Linked DNA regions of Zea mays: region 2 is linked to region 1. Evidence: chromatin contacts called from public Hi-C data. All regions are on one chromosome and are shown on one strand. The core of a region is the stretch at or near the end of the contact, and the rest is flanking DNA. Distances in the headings are between cores, read along the strand shown.

Region 1 (6,819 bases), core at 3,600-6,099:
CCGGGGGCCACAGCCTTCGCGCTCCCCCGCGCTCTCTTCGCCTCACGTCTAGGATCTGCGATCCTGATAACCGCTTGGCGCTTCTGCGCAGCGTCTTGACGGTCCTTGTTCATCATTGCCGACACAACAGCAGCAATATTTCGTCCGTAAGGGAAAATCCTCAAGCCACGAGCTATACGAGACGTAGACATGTCTTCGCCCTTCGCCCAGGGGATCGGAAGATTCTTTGGCCATCGACCCCCGGTAACCTCCAGCATTCGCGTCGAAGACTCCCGGAGCTCGGGCGAAGATATCCTTCCCCTGGGGGCCACGCATGTCCCCATCAACTCCACAGCAAAAATATCAGACACCCCCATTCCCCCACCGTAGTACCTAATTTCCTCCTCTTAGCGACCGGGGCAGCATCCTGCGAAGGCCCTTCGTCGGTCCCGCCCATCAGTTTCTTCCCGCGGCGGTCGGCGGCGTCTTCCCCGGGATAACCACCGTACGACAACCGGTTCAATCCGAAGACCCGATTCAACCTGTCATTGGACCCACGGATATCCTAGCTCTGCAGACCCTCTGTCTTCGGCACGTAGCGCCCCACGATCCTCGCCGCACCGTCTTCCGCTTCATGCACGAATGCGGCGGGATCTCGGCCACGCAAATCCAGTGCGAAGGCAGGACTTCGCACCAGCTGCCCGCCCCGGGAGGGCATCTCGCGAGGGCATACTTCGCCCAGCGCTCAGCCATGCGCCAATGGCCATACCCCATACCCGACAAATTCCTCAACAAGATCGCGCCCGCTACTCATGCGGGCAGCGCACCGAAGGGCTCCTTCGTCTTCATCATCCTCCGCTACCTCAAACTGCGGGTACACTACGTAATAATGCGAGCACATGATGGCCACGGGGAGCCCTGGGTGGTCTTCGACTGTGCCTTCGGAAACGTAAAACCAGAATTCCCACCAGTTGCCCTATTTATTGCGGGCGCAAGGAACCAACTCCACGACTTCCATCGAAGTCTTGCCGGTCTTCGGCGTAAATGTGCACGATCCAAATTGTGTAATCTCATGTCCAATTTTCCTCTTTTGCCAATACAGACAACAATGTTTTGCGAAGACTTCCACAGAGGGCTGACTGCCATACGAAGTCGTCGCCCAAACATACTTCGCCAGGGCCACCACGGCATTCGGCGTCAGCTGGTGGACCTGGACCTCGAATCTCCGCAGGACCTCCGCCACGAATCGATGCGCAGGCAGACGAAGGCCAGCGGCGAAAAAAGCCTCAAAAACGACCAACTCCCCTTCTGGCTCGGGGACCTCCTCCGCCCCCGGGACACGCCCCACTCCGCTGCCAAAATATCCAAGCTATTGCATATCTTGCACGTGGACCGAGGACATCCGCGACACGCCAAACTCCACTGTATCACTAGGACGCAACTCCTCCGCCGCCACGTTGCTTAGTGTATCCTCGGACGATGTGCCGGCCGGCGGCGTATCGGCAGCAGAAGAGGAAGAGGACGGCATGGCTACGTACCGTCGGCGGCGGCGGGCGGTCTGCTTCACGCGGGCCAGATCTCCGATGAGCGGGAGCAAGGAGGGCAGGCGAGCGATCAAACGGTTTCAAGAGCAGGCTAGGGTTTTATGGCACGCAGAAAGAGTACCTGACCCGCGCCGCCCGCCCCCTTTTTATACATAGGACGCGACGCTTCGGGAAACCCGCAGTCCAACAGTGCCGCGTCCGTCAACGGTCACATCAAAAACCCACACGGAACCACTTCGAGCGAGGGCAGCGTCTCCACCATCTAGCGACGTCTTCGGCACCAGATGACTTAGTCGAACTGGTCCCTCGGAGGGCAAATGTTGGGCCGAAGGCGAAGACGCTACCCTTCGCTCGATGCCTTCGCCGATCTCGCCGCACCAACGGAGGCGAAGCGACCGGCAGTTTCCACCCTTCGTCCGACACGCCGCAAGACGAAGGCCCACGACGAGGTCGCCCCGTCTCGTGTCCTCGTCCAACACGAAGGCCCACGCGGAATTCGAACCATTGTAACAGGCCCCGCGCGGCTGAGTGTATTACGGGCCCAATTTGTAAAGGCTTTTCTGTAATGACAGTCTGTAACCCTGCTTTATGGGAATATTCCGGGGATGACCTAGGCGCTTGAGGGCACATGCGTCCTTAATCCAAGACGTTGGGTACTCAGGCACCTATAAATACCCCCGCACAGTGCCCTTGAGAGGCTAGATTAACAGAGCAATTGCCTTCCTGAGCCGAAACCTTGTTTGCATTACTTTCACTCCCCCGTTGGATCAACTAGCTCGGGAGAGCAAGTTCCAACATCTAGCTCGGGAATATTTGAGCATGTAATATTATTCACCTCTACCATTACCAATCCATTAAACATAAAGAGGATGTAGGATCTTATGCATTTGTAGCCCAAACCTTTGTAAATATCCCTTGTGTTGATAGCTAAGTCAGTACCTAGGATCAACGTGCCTTCAACTTGTGTTGTGCTCTATCCTTCATTCAACAATCCTCTCGGGTACCTATAATACTTCGATGTCATTATATGACATCGGTGTGTATACATAGGGAGTGTGTGTATGTCTATGAGTGTTTATGATGCTTAACAAGAATCAAAGTTAGGATGGTCAATCCAATAAGGGAATGTATTAGGTGCAAAACAACCCATTGGTGCAAAACGTGCAAACCAACACAAGAATGAAAGTGGGAGGACCTTTTAAAAAACATATTTCAAAACAACCCTTCAACCTCTTTGTGGATATTTTTAAAAGGTCCTCCCATCTCTATTCTTATGTTGGCTTGTACAGTTTGCACCAATAGGTTGATGTGCACCTAAGACATTTCCATCCAAGAAAGACAAAAGTTTAGGGGTGCAAAATAAGTACTCCTAGAAATAAAAAAACTAGAAATATTTCTCCTTTTGCAACATAGGGCTAGTTTGGTAGGGCTCCTCCTCAACCTAAAGTGTTCCTCTAGAGGACTAGGAGCACTTGAGAAGGAGCCAATTTTGTGTCTTTGTATCCTAGCCACGAAATGGCTTTGGCTTCCTACTATTCACCATAAAATGCTTCTCCTCCTATAGTTTTTGCTAGGTCTCCTCACGCTCGCACAAGATGCTATCCAGGCTAGAGACGGAGTCGTACCAAACATGCCCTTAAAAAACTTCACGGGGCGTTTGGATCCCTTCATTTCAGAGAATTGGAATTCACTCAATAAAGTAACTTATTTAGTTTGGAATTTGATATTCCACCACTTTCCAAAGTTCAGATATAAGCCTATCTCAAATTCATGGGGTGGAGGATGGAAAATTATTTTATGCATTAGTAGAATTTGATTCTACTCTGTAACTTACATGACGTTCTTCGTCTCACTCATCTATAGTAAAAATGTAGCACATAAATATCTCCGACATCTTGCTAATAATAGCATACAAATATATTTTGCATAAAACTGAATTAGCTTAATTGATATATGCCAAAATTACTATTGTTAGAATGGAATTTAATTCTAATGATCCAAACGGAGCATCAGGGATAATTTAGAAAACATGTTTCATTTGCCTCAAATTGGAATGAAATTAGGGAGAATGCAACATTGTGGTGTATGAGTATGCATGGTATAGTTGTCAATGGTGAAATTTTATTCTTTTGTGGGGAGGTTTATTGGATGCATTCTATAGTTAGAAATAATTGAATTTCATTTTCTCAAGTGATAAAAAATCTAGGTGAAATTGAACTTTATTTTTTCTTTTTTATCTAAGAGGCAAATAACTTTCATAAACATTTGTAAACAGTTCAAACTAGCTTTATTCTCATAAAACTTATTCCATTACATAAAATTTTAGCCATCCCTCTTTATTAATATTGTCATATGTTAATATACTTCTCCGTTTAAAATCATATATGCATGATGTATGTCTAGATTCATAACAAACTAGTTTTTTACTCATGCTTCGCTATGGTTTCTATATATCATATAGGCAAACATTGTTGAAATAAAATAGTTATTCAAACACGATCTAAACTTATAGATTGGTTGAGTGCGAATGGCGAGGTATGTGGTGCGGGATTAGATAAGATAAAGTTTTTCTCTTGCTTTTTTCATGCTCGTGACATCTGAGACAGCGAGGGAAGAGGTAATGGACCATAGATGACTAAATGGGTTGTGTCTAGCGGGCTGGCCTAAGGTGCACCCTATTTAATAGTGCCACGATCCAGCCCCATACGATTTAAATTGTGCTGTGCTTGAGCTGCCTTCTTTGCTCGCAGTGCCGAGCCGATCCGTCATAATTTTTATTTTAAATTTTTTAATATATATATATATATATTTGTAGTGCCATGAATGTGTAATTTTTTTTGATTTTTTGCTGGTGTGTGGGGTGAAATTGTTTTCCGCGTGTGGAAGGGGGACGAGCACACGTGGGGAGAAGAATGACACATGAAGGAAGAAACTCCTACTAGAGATGTGATGCAAAAAATAAAACAATTTATAATTTAGAACGAAAAGAGTATTTGCTAAGTTATTAAAAGTTACTCACTCCGTTAACCTATTTTTTCCGTGAATATAGATATACATAAAAAATATATTTATATGTTACTTAATATATAAATATATGATTAGTTTAAAACAAATTATATTTTAGTATGAAGTGAGTAATAGATTATAATTTAGAGCGGTAAAAATATTTATTCAGTTATTGTAACTCTCAAATCTGAGGGGCCTAGACCTCCCAATAGTTTCCAGAGAAATAAAGCCCAACATCTAAACTGGGCCATCAAAACCCGGTCCATACAAGCGCATTGGTTGGGCCTAATAAAAGCGCCAACTGCATATCATCACCTATCACCTGTCAGGTTGTTAGTGGGGATTAACTTTAGAAGAAGGGATTAACTTCCTCTGGCCCACACGTCAGCCACCACGTGCATCGTCCGGCCGGTGAGGGACCACCGCGGCAGCTATCCTCGGCGCCGCGCTCACGATTCCGGAATCACTCCCCACGCGATTCGATCCTCTCGCCGGCCCAGGCATCGTAGAATCCCCCCACCGAAAAAAATCAAGCGGGCATACAAAGAGCGCGTGCGCAGTGCTTGGAATAGGTGGGTCGAACTTCGAAGGGGTTCGAGGACTTCAGCTATGGCATCTGTGGGACGTGCAGGACGAGGAGGGAAAGGAGATGGAGGGAAGGGAGAAGGGTCGCTGGCTCGCAGGGCGTGGAGGCAGTACCTGCTCCAGCTCCAGCAACATCCTCTCCGCACAAAGGTTTTCTCTTTTGGTCATGTTCTTGGATTTTGTTCACTCTTTCGGTTTCGGGAATCGGTAGTGGGGGATTGTTGAAGTGGGTTGCTTTGGTTGGCTGCCACGCGTAGATGATCACGGCGGGGTGCCTCGCCGGCGTCAGTGACTCCGTGGCGCAGAAGCTCTCTGGGTTCCAGAAGATTGAGAAACGCAGACTCCTGCTCAAGATGGTAAGGACGCTGCCTTGAATTTAGTTTCTGGTACATACAGATGCAGTTACTGGGGCAACTGCATCTTTCCTTGTTCATTCATTGGGAGAATAGAACATTTAGTTATATCAGAATAGAATCAGTTTATGGTGATATACTGATTTATAATGTAATGGGAATTCCCTAGATCAACTCAACTGTAATTTCTGATATACTGATATGTAAAGTACGGGCAATTCCCTAAATCAGCTCAATTATAATCTTGCTGTTCTAGCCTCTAGGAGTGAGTAGCTCTATTAAACTGGTTCTAGGGGAAATTCTTGGGAGGACGTGGAGGTGCAGTTGAAAGATGTATTGCTTGAATTCTAGTCATTCAGCAACTAGTTCCAGTTCAGCTGTTGAGTTGCAGCAATGTGAATGTCATCTCCTTTGGCTCTGTATCACTGTGTGATTTATGTTGTCGTAAGTTGAAGTTGGAGATAATTTGTTGGGGAACGATAGAACTTTTATGGTTTCTTAATGTTGAGTGAAGCATGAATCGTTAGTTTACACTACCAAATGAATGTTGCTACTTATTCAGAATCATGTATGATTATCTGGCCATTTTTCAAAACAAAAATCCACACCACAATTTCACTTTTGGGTTATCTGCTAGTTTCCTCTGCCAAATTTTGTAAAGATGATCTGCAGCCCAGTTATGTAGGATTTCTTCTATGAGGTTGAGGCTCTTTTCTTTTGCGAAGAGAGTGTCTCACTGGTGGTCTCATGTCTTGTCATGCTTTCAAAAATATTTTAGGAGGATATTGAGTTTGAGTCCAAATGAAACTGAAAGACATTTCACAGTTAACTTAAGCTACGGTCTATAATTTTTTTACTTTGTTTCATTGATCGCCAAGAAAGAGCAGGTCTAGTGCAGTGGTGAGAGTTGTCTTACTGAGGGGCTGTTTAGCACAGCTCTAGATTCCAGCTTCAACGTGAAGCTGTAGTGTATAATATACATTTGAACAGTTTTAAAAAATATTTTTAATATAAATAATAAACAAAATGACTTATCTAAATGTACGCTAAAAGTTTGTAACTTCAGCTTCACGATTTTCTGAAGCTCTTAATGACCTGCTTCATCAATTTCACCAAATTTTGTGTAGCTGAAGCAATCCCAAACTGGGCTTGAGTCACCAGGTCACGAGTTCGAAGTAGTCTCTCTGTATTTACGGGGGAAGGTTTTATCCCTTCCCCGGACTCCACTCATGTGGGAGCCTCCAATACTGGATCTGCCTTTTCATTGATTGCTGAGAAACAAATGGCACTCCACATACTCTATTCCAATCCATTCATGTATGATATGCTTCAGCCCAAAATAGTTTATTTGT
Region 2 (7,243 bases), core at 3,726-6,225, 190 kb after region 1:
CCAAATAAACAATCATTCCTGTAAGAATAGACTGCACCATAACTCTTCTACCAGCCTTGTTCATTAAATCTGCCTTCCACCCCGGAAGCTGAGCTGCTATCCTATCAATGATAGATTGGATGGCTGATCTCGGAAGCTTTTTCAAGGAGAGAGGCACTCTGAGATATTTACAAGGGAAGCTCGATACCTCACAAGGCAACATCTCCTGTAAGGTCTCAACCTCAGATTGACCACACTGAATAGGAAAGACACTACTCTTTTGAACATTATTTCGAAATCCAGAAGCATCTCCAAAAAAGCTACAAAATATCCAAGACCATACGGATGTCCTGGGATAAAGGACGAAGAAACAGGGCAACATCATCGACATAGATAGAGATCCGATGGTTAAGAAATACAGATGTTAGGGATTGTAGCAGCACTTCAGCTTCTGCTGCCATCATCAAGTGACCTAGAACATCCATTACAAGAATAAATAGCATAGGAGATAATGGGTCTCCTTGCCTAAGGCCTCTCCTGTAGAAAATAGTGTCCACTAGTGACCCATTTAACACAATCCGCATAGATGATGAAGGGAGGAGCCCACTGATGATATCCCTCAAAAATAGCAAGTGAAATAATAACAGACAGTGATAAAAGATTTTATGGTCCATGCACACCCAATTCCGTGGTAGTTAAGCATAAGTAAAGCCACATTTTACAGACAATGTCATGCATTCTCACCTATTATCTCCAGTAGCACATATACATGTATAAGAGCAATGTCGGCAACCTCCATACATATAAACATGGTGAAGGAAGATACTTTCTAATTGATATTCCTTCATGCCTGGCCTTGCTCGTCTCATAACCTGGTAAAGTGAAAGGGAAAATCAAATCCATTCAGTGTATCTCTAGAAAACAGTAACTTTATAACATGTTTAATAATCATAATACTCAAAGAGTCAGTATAGCCTACTGGGATTTGGGTTCTCTTTGTGTGTGTGTGTGTGTTTGGGGGGGAGGGTGGGGTATGAACTGATGACATAGTGCTTCCCTTGCTGGCGTGAGTGGTTGTACTGCTGAAAATTTCTGTTAAGAGGGAAGTTAAAGTGCCTGTTTGTTTCAGCTTCTGGCAGCTTCTGGCCACCAAAAGCTGCTGCGGACTGCCAAACGCTCAGCTTTTCAGCCAGCTTCTATAAAATTCGTTAGGGCAAAAACCATTCAAAATCAATATAAACACATAATCGGTTGAGTCGTTGTAATAGTAGGAATCCGTTACTTTCTAGATCCTGAGTCCTATAAACAATTTTATCTTCCTCCACACGTAATCGTAATGATACTCAGATTTTCCTCACAGACAGATTCTCCCCACAGCCAGATTTTCAGAAAAGCTGGTCAGAAAAAAGCTGAACCAAACAGGCGCAAAACTTGGTGCCATAAGGTGGCCAGATGGTTTTTTTTTGTAACAGAATATTACTAACGCCCGTTTGGATCCTTGGAATTGAATTCCATTCTAATAATAGTAATTTAGGCAAAGATCAATTAAGTTAATATGATTTTATGTGAAATATATTTGTATACTATTATTAGCAATATGTGAGAGATATTTATATGCTACATTTTTACTAAAGAGGAATGAGCTGAAGAGTGTCTTATAAGTTGCCGAGTAGAAACATATTCCGTTGATACATAAAATCATTTCCCATACTCCACCCCACGAATTTGAGATAGCCTTATATCTGAGCTTTGGAAAGTTGTGGAATGTCAAATTCCAAACCAAATAAACTACTTTATAAAGTAAATTCCAATTCCTCCAAAATGAATAGATCCAAACGGCCCGTAATAGTTGTTCCACTTATTAAGTAACCCAATTAATACCTTTATTATATTTTCACAACCCAAGGAGAAAGGAAAAGGAATAGCAACCCTTGGACCAAGACTAGCCCTAAACCCCATCGAATTTCATCTTTTTCCAGGAAAAAGCGTCTGTTGGTGAAAAAAGTGAAGTTGGACAGCACCTTGGACCAAGACTAGCTGGAGCAAGATTGATTCACCTAGCACCTAAACATTTATTCTAGGTGTTTTCCCTATATTCTCCACTTTCCAATGTAAATATTCCAAAGGTGTAACAACCTCGAAACATTGCCTGGATGCGATCTAAACACCAATGATGATGAAATAAAAGAGTAAATAGGAACTTCTATACCTCAATGTGAGCTTCAGAACTGACATCATTAGCATACCGGATGAGAGCAAGCTCCAGATCAGATTTAATCACACGACATTCGGTTAAAATTGGATGAAGTGTAATTAAATCAGTATCAAAGTTCTCCATCCCCTAGCATGGAACAAAAACATAATGAATTATTTTGATAATTAAAGACATCTATTATCTATCCGAAAACACAGTATGTATCTAATTTTAACATATAATTTTGATAAATAGTAAATTACAATGGTGGTCCCCAAACTATTATGCCATTCTCATCTAGGTCCTCACACTACAAAATTGCATATAGGTCCCTGGACTATTTAAAAATCCCATCTAGGTCAAAAACAGCCATGTCCAAAATCCATTAGCTGACTGTGCTCCAGCGTGAAAATCGACATATGGGTGAATGGGTTTGCAGCTCATAATTACAGGAGTGGTCCCTACACTATCATGTGATTCTCATCCAGGTTCCAAACTATGGAATTATACATCTGGGTCACTAATCTATTAAAGTACTACAATTTTAGGCCAAATCAATTTCTTCATGCTCCATTCACCATTATGTGGCTGACCAAATAGGCTCTGAGCCTTTTCTTGTTGTTTAACTCCTTTGTTGTCTGCTTCTCATCTTATCTTGGAAAGGTGCTTAATCCAGCATGCACCTCCAAAGCAACTCGATTCACCAGCTGCCACATTGTGGCTACAAGGAGCTTGACATTAGAGATGTTGTTGCTTTCCACAGATATGAGAAGCAAAGGTCAAAGACTTCCATAACAAGCAAAGGCTCATAAGCCTATTTGGCGAGACATGCGACAATGAACAAAGCGTGAAGATGTTGCTTTGGACTGGGATTGCAGTACTTCGATAGATTAGGGACCTAGATGAGCAAATCCATATATTAGGACCTAGGTAGAATCACATGATAGTTTAGGGACCGACCCTATAAATATGAGCCACGGTCCCACATGTCGGCTTCATGCTGGAGTGCCTCATCAGCTAATTGATTGTGACATAGCTACTTTGGACAAGGATGGGATACTTAGGCCCTATTTGGGATAGCTCCAGCTCCAGGAAATTTGGTGGAGTTGGTGAAACAGGTCATTAGGTACTCCAGAAAATCGTGGAGCGCAGGTCATTAGGTACTCCAGAAAATCGTGGAGCGGAAGCTATAAGCCTTTAGAAGACATTTAGATAAGTCATTTCGTTTATTATTTAGATTAAAAATATTTTAAAAACTATTTAAATTTATATTATAAACTACAGCTCCATACTGAAGTTGGAACCTGGAACTATCCCAAACACCCCCTTAAAAAGTTTATTAGGGGTCCTAGATATGCAAATTTTTCGAGCCCCAGCCTCTGCATATTATGCGGGTAAGGCTTGGCGCTTAAAGATACCCTTCCCCAGACCCCGCACAGTGCGGGAAGCCTACGGCACTGGGTACGCCCTAGATATGCAATTTTATAGTTTAGGAGCCTGGATGAAAATGATATAATAGTTTAGGGACCACCAACGTAGTTTACTCTTTCATAGATCTGGAAAAAAAATACAAGTAATGCGTGAAAAAAATGGATTGTATGTTCTCTAGCACTTAAAAGGTACATTGTTCACCTCAAAACTAGCAGGCTTTGAGAAATTTCCAGAGTCAGTATTCCTCCCATGTAGCAGAAACAGAAGAGGCTTTCCATGGTTCCCGAAATGATCTTGCACAACCCTTGCAATCTCATCAACATAGAAGACCATATCAACCTTGTATGTATCCTGGTACATATTCATGAAAAGATTACACTAATTCAGAATGTAGCATAACTAACAAAGGATCAAATCCTCAGAAGAGGAAAATACCCTGAAGTACGACAAAGGTTTTATTTCACCCATCCAAACAGCATAGTCAGCTGGCAATCTTGGAGCGAACAAAATTGACTGTCCAGAGGCGATGTCCTTTGATAACAATCAAAAGAAAAATCAGTACATGACAAGCAGAAAAAGGAATCATCAACATGACATGATCCTACGATGAGTATTGTTAGTAGGACCAGTTGACATGTAGTGACTAAGCCATCAACAAATATATAAGCAGTAATAATATCAGCAGACTCAAGATATACGCCAAGATATTAAACAGGTTGAATGATGAAAGCCTGGTTTGCCGCTGTATTGACTGAAACAGGATCCACTTATATTTACAAAAATGGGGTGAAACAAAAGGAAGATAGCTCACAATTGCGCCGTAGAACCCTGGTTCCTGCACTCCAAAGAGATAGGCGAAGTAGCTCTCCTGCCTGCAACATTGCCCGATTTATGTCTGAACTTGAACATCCAAAAATACCGGCAAAACAAACGATTACGTTCAGCACGAATACCTGAAGAGCTCGAGGTGATCGGTGCAGTACCGTGTCTTCTCCTCCCCGCCCTTCACACAACGAAAACACTCCAAAATTTAAGTAGGCGCGACGATCAATCAGACCAGTAAATTTGAGGAGAGATAAAAAGGGGAGTGCCGAGTGGGAGTGGGACGGACCTGAAGGAGGACGAGGCCGTGGAGCGGGCGCGCGGAGGCGGAGATGTGGCCGCGGAGCGCGGCGACGAGGCGGTCGCGGTTGCCGGCGTGAAGCTCCATAGGCACCACCGGCGGGGCGAGGGAGGAAGTGGGGGAGGCCGCCATGGTTGGGAACCGCACTCCAAAGCTTGGCTGGGGGTCGTAATTTATTGGGAAGAGTTTGTGTGGGCCAAGTAATGCAACTGAAGAAAGCGAGCCCAACGAATAGGATTCGAATTGATTGAGATAAACCACTGTAGGCTTGCCTTTTTGTTCTAGCTCTGCTCGGCCCGATACCCATGAATAAGGGCATGTTTGGGAGGTCTCCCAAACTGGCTCGCTCTTGCTTTGGAAAGAGCCCTCTCAAACGATCTAAAAAAAGCTTTCAACAAAAAAATATGAAAGAGCCGAAGTCATTTTTATAGAGAGCAGCCGAAGCAAAAAAATTGGCTTCTAGCAGCTCCTCCTGTTACTCTCCTTCTCTTGTGTCAAGATAAGTCGTTTGCCAAATGATTTCTTAAAAACACTTGGTCCTATAGATAAGTTGTTATTGAAGAGAAGTTAGAGCCGAAGTCATTTTTAAAGAAGTCGGAGCTGTGCCAAACGGGGCCTAAATCCATACTTCCTCCGGTATAAAAAAACATGTCGACATGATACCATATACCAAAGCTGCGACGCAGTGGCAAAGGCACCGGAAAAGACATGATACCATATACCAAAGCGGTGGCACAGTGTCAAAGGCGCCGGAAGCGCTCCCGGCCAGGGTTCAAGCCCTAGGGGACACCTTTTTCCTAGGATTTTTTCAGGAATAGGGTACACACGTGTGTGCCTTCAGTGATATTGCGTGTGTTCACATACTAGAGGTTTAGACCTTTCAATCATTATAGTGTGTGGTGTGTAGTGGTGTGAGTGTGTGTGACGTCCTTGTACCCTATAAAAAACGATGACAATTGCAGGTCTTATTTTCCATTGTGCCCACATTAAATAGATGAATGTATTGATCTTAGGTACGAACACTTTGTAGCTTAGTAGGTGGTTTGAGCCATATTATTGATACTTTGGTTTTGTTTTCGAGTCCCCACTGTCACCGGATTTTTTTTATTGACACCAGCCCAGAGGAGAAAATCACCGGTGACCAGTAAACGATGCAAGTAAATATTGATAATGGCAACCATCAATGATGCCAGCAACCCACCACACATTCACCGGAGCCGAGGTATGGAGATGAATCAATGCATGCGGCGCTGGTTTATTAGCATGCATTCATGCAAGGTTATTTCAGTCCAAACATGCATTCAAATGGTACAATGTCAAGAATTAGTAGTCCATGATTCATTGCATAGAAGGATATGTGTTTTTATACCGGAGGGAGTAAAAATTAATAATAATTACGATTTTTTGAACAAGACAAGACAGTTAAATATGGGGTAAAAAAGTCAAACGAATTATAAATTGAAACGGAGGGAGTATATGGTAGAAATGTTACGTTCAAATGACTAGTAAACAAGTTTCAGATGCCGAGACGAATTCAATCAATATGTATGTTGGCATGGTGTTGTAATTCTTTTTGAAAGCAGCAAAGGTTGTAGTTTAGTATGTATGTTGGTCGGACCCCGCGGTTTTTAGCCAGGTTTTGGGTGGGTTTCATAGTTCCAACGAGTTTCGGGGCCCTGATGGGTTTCAGGTCCCTGCCGGGTGTGGAGCTAGGTTTTCCCGGTTATAGTCTTCGGGCTCAGGTTGGGTTTTAGTTTCGAGTTTTGGGTTCGGGTCCGCGCACTCGCCCAAAACCCGACCCATTGCCACCCCTAGCGGGTACGGGTACAATTTTCATTCCCATAAGAAAAACCCAGCCGGGTTGAGAATCTAAACTACACCCATACTAGCAGGTATAAACTTAAACCCAAACCCGCACCCTATAGGGTTTTTACCCATGGGCACATCGGTAAAATGTGCTTGTTCACATCCCAAACTAGATCCCAAGTTAAGTGGTTAGAGCGAGAGAGAATCGAATCAGGTAGTATGGAGAGAGAGTTATCTTTCACTTGTTGTTCAAATGGATGCAGAATTAACTTAGGGAACAACTCAAGTAATTTTGAATGAAAGATCCAAGCAAGAGAACTTAGAGGGGGAGGAAAGAACAAATTGCAACAAAAGAAAACAAACAAAGAGAGATACGCGATTTGATTTACTGGAGTTCAGTTCTAAAGAACATATGTCTCAGTTGAGGTGTCCCTAAGGATGGAGTCTCTTTCAACCCTCACAAGCGACTCCAATGATCAAGTTTGAGCCCTTGAATCTCCTGATGTGATAGACAAAGTTTCCGTAAGGCACTCCACAACTCGGAGCCTCTTGCTAGCCTTTACAATGATTGAATCACCAACACAAGAGCAAGAACACAGCAACACAAACCACAGCATAAACGAGGATCACACAAGCACACACTCTCTAGAAGGACTATCTCTAGCCTTATCTTCTCAATTGTGTTGCTTGTATCTCTTGGAATGGCTTGG

What was found. Hi-C and Micro-C count contacts between places; a contact is called where the count stands out from the background.
Region 2: a contact with region 1 is called in a Hi-C map of leaf, with 2.4 times the contacts expected there. The contact joins the promoter of LOC100283733 here to the promoter of LOC100286187 in region 1. A contact is called at or near these places in 10 of 25 Hi-C or Micro-C datasets (bundle sheath, ear, leaf and 3 more).

The regions. Positions count from the first base shown.
Region 1 is chr5:155,914,910-155,921,728 of Zm-B73-REFERENCE-NAM-5.0, forward strand. LOC100286187 (peroxisomal membrane protein PMP22) reads left to right here and starts at 4,850. Exons shown (of 7, transcript NM_001159075.2): 1 at 4,850-5,264; 2 at 5,372-5,470. The coding sequence starts at 5,139.
Region 2 is chr5:156,102,820-156,110,062 of Zm-B73-REFERENCE-NAM-5.0, forward strand. It overlaps LOC100283733, which reads right to left and starts at 4,976. Exons shown (of 16, transcript NM_001156632.2): 1 at 4,716-4,976; 2 at 4,558-4,607; 3 at 4,416-4,476; 4 at 4,040-4,135; 5 at 3,806-3,955; 6 at 2,189-2,320; 7 at 724-851. The coding sequence starts at 4,859.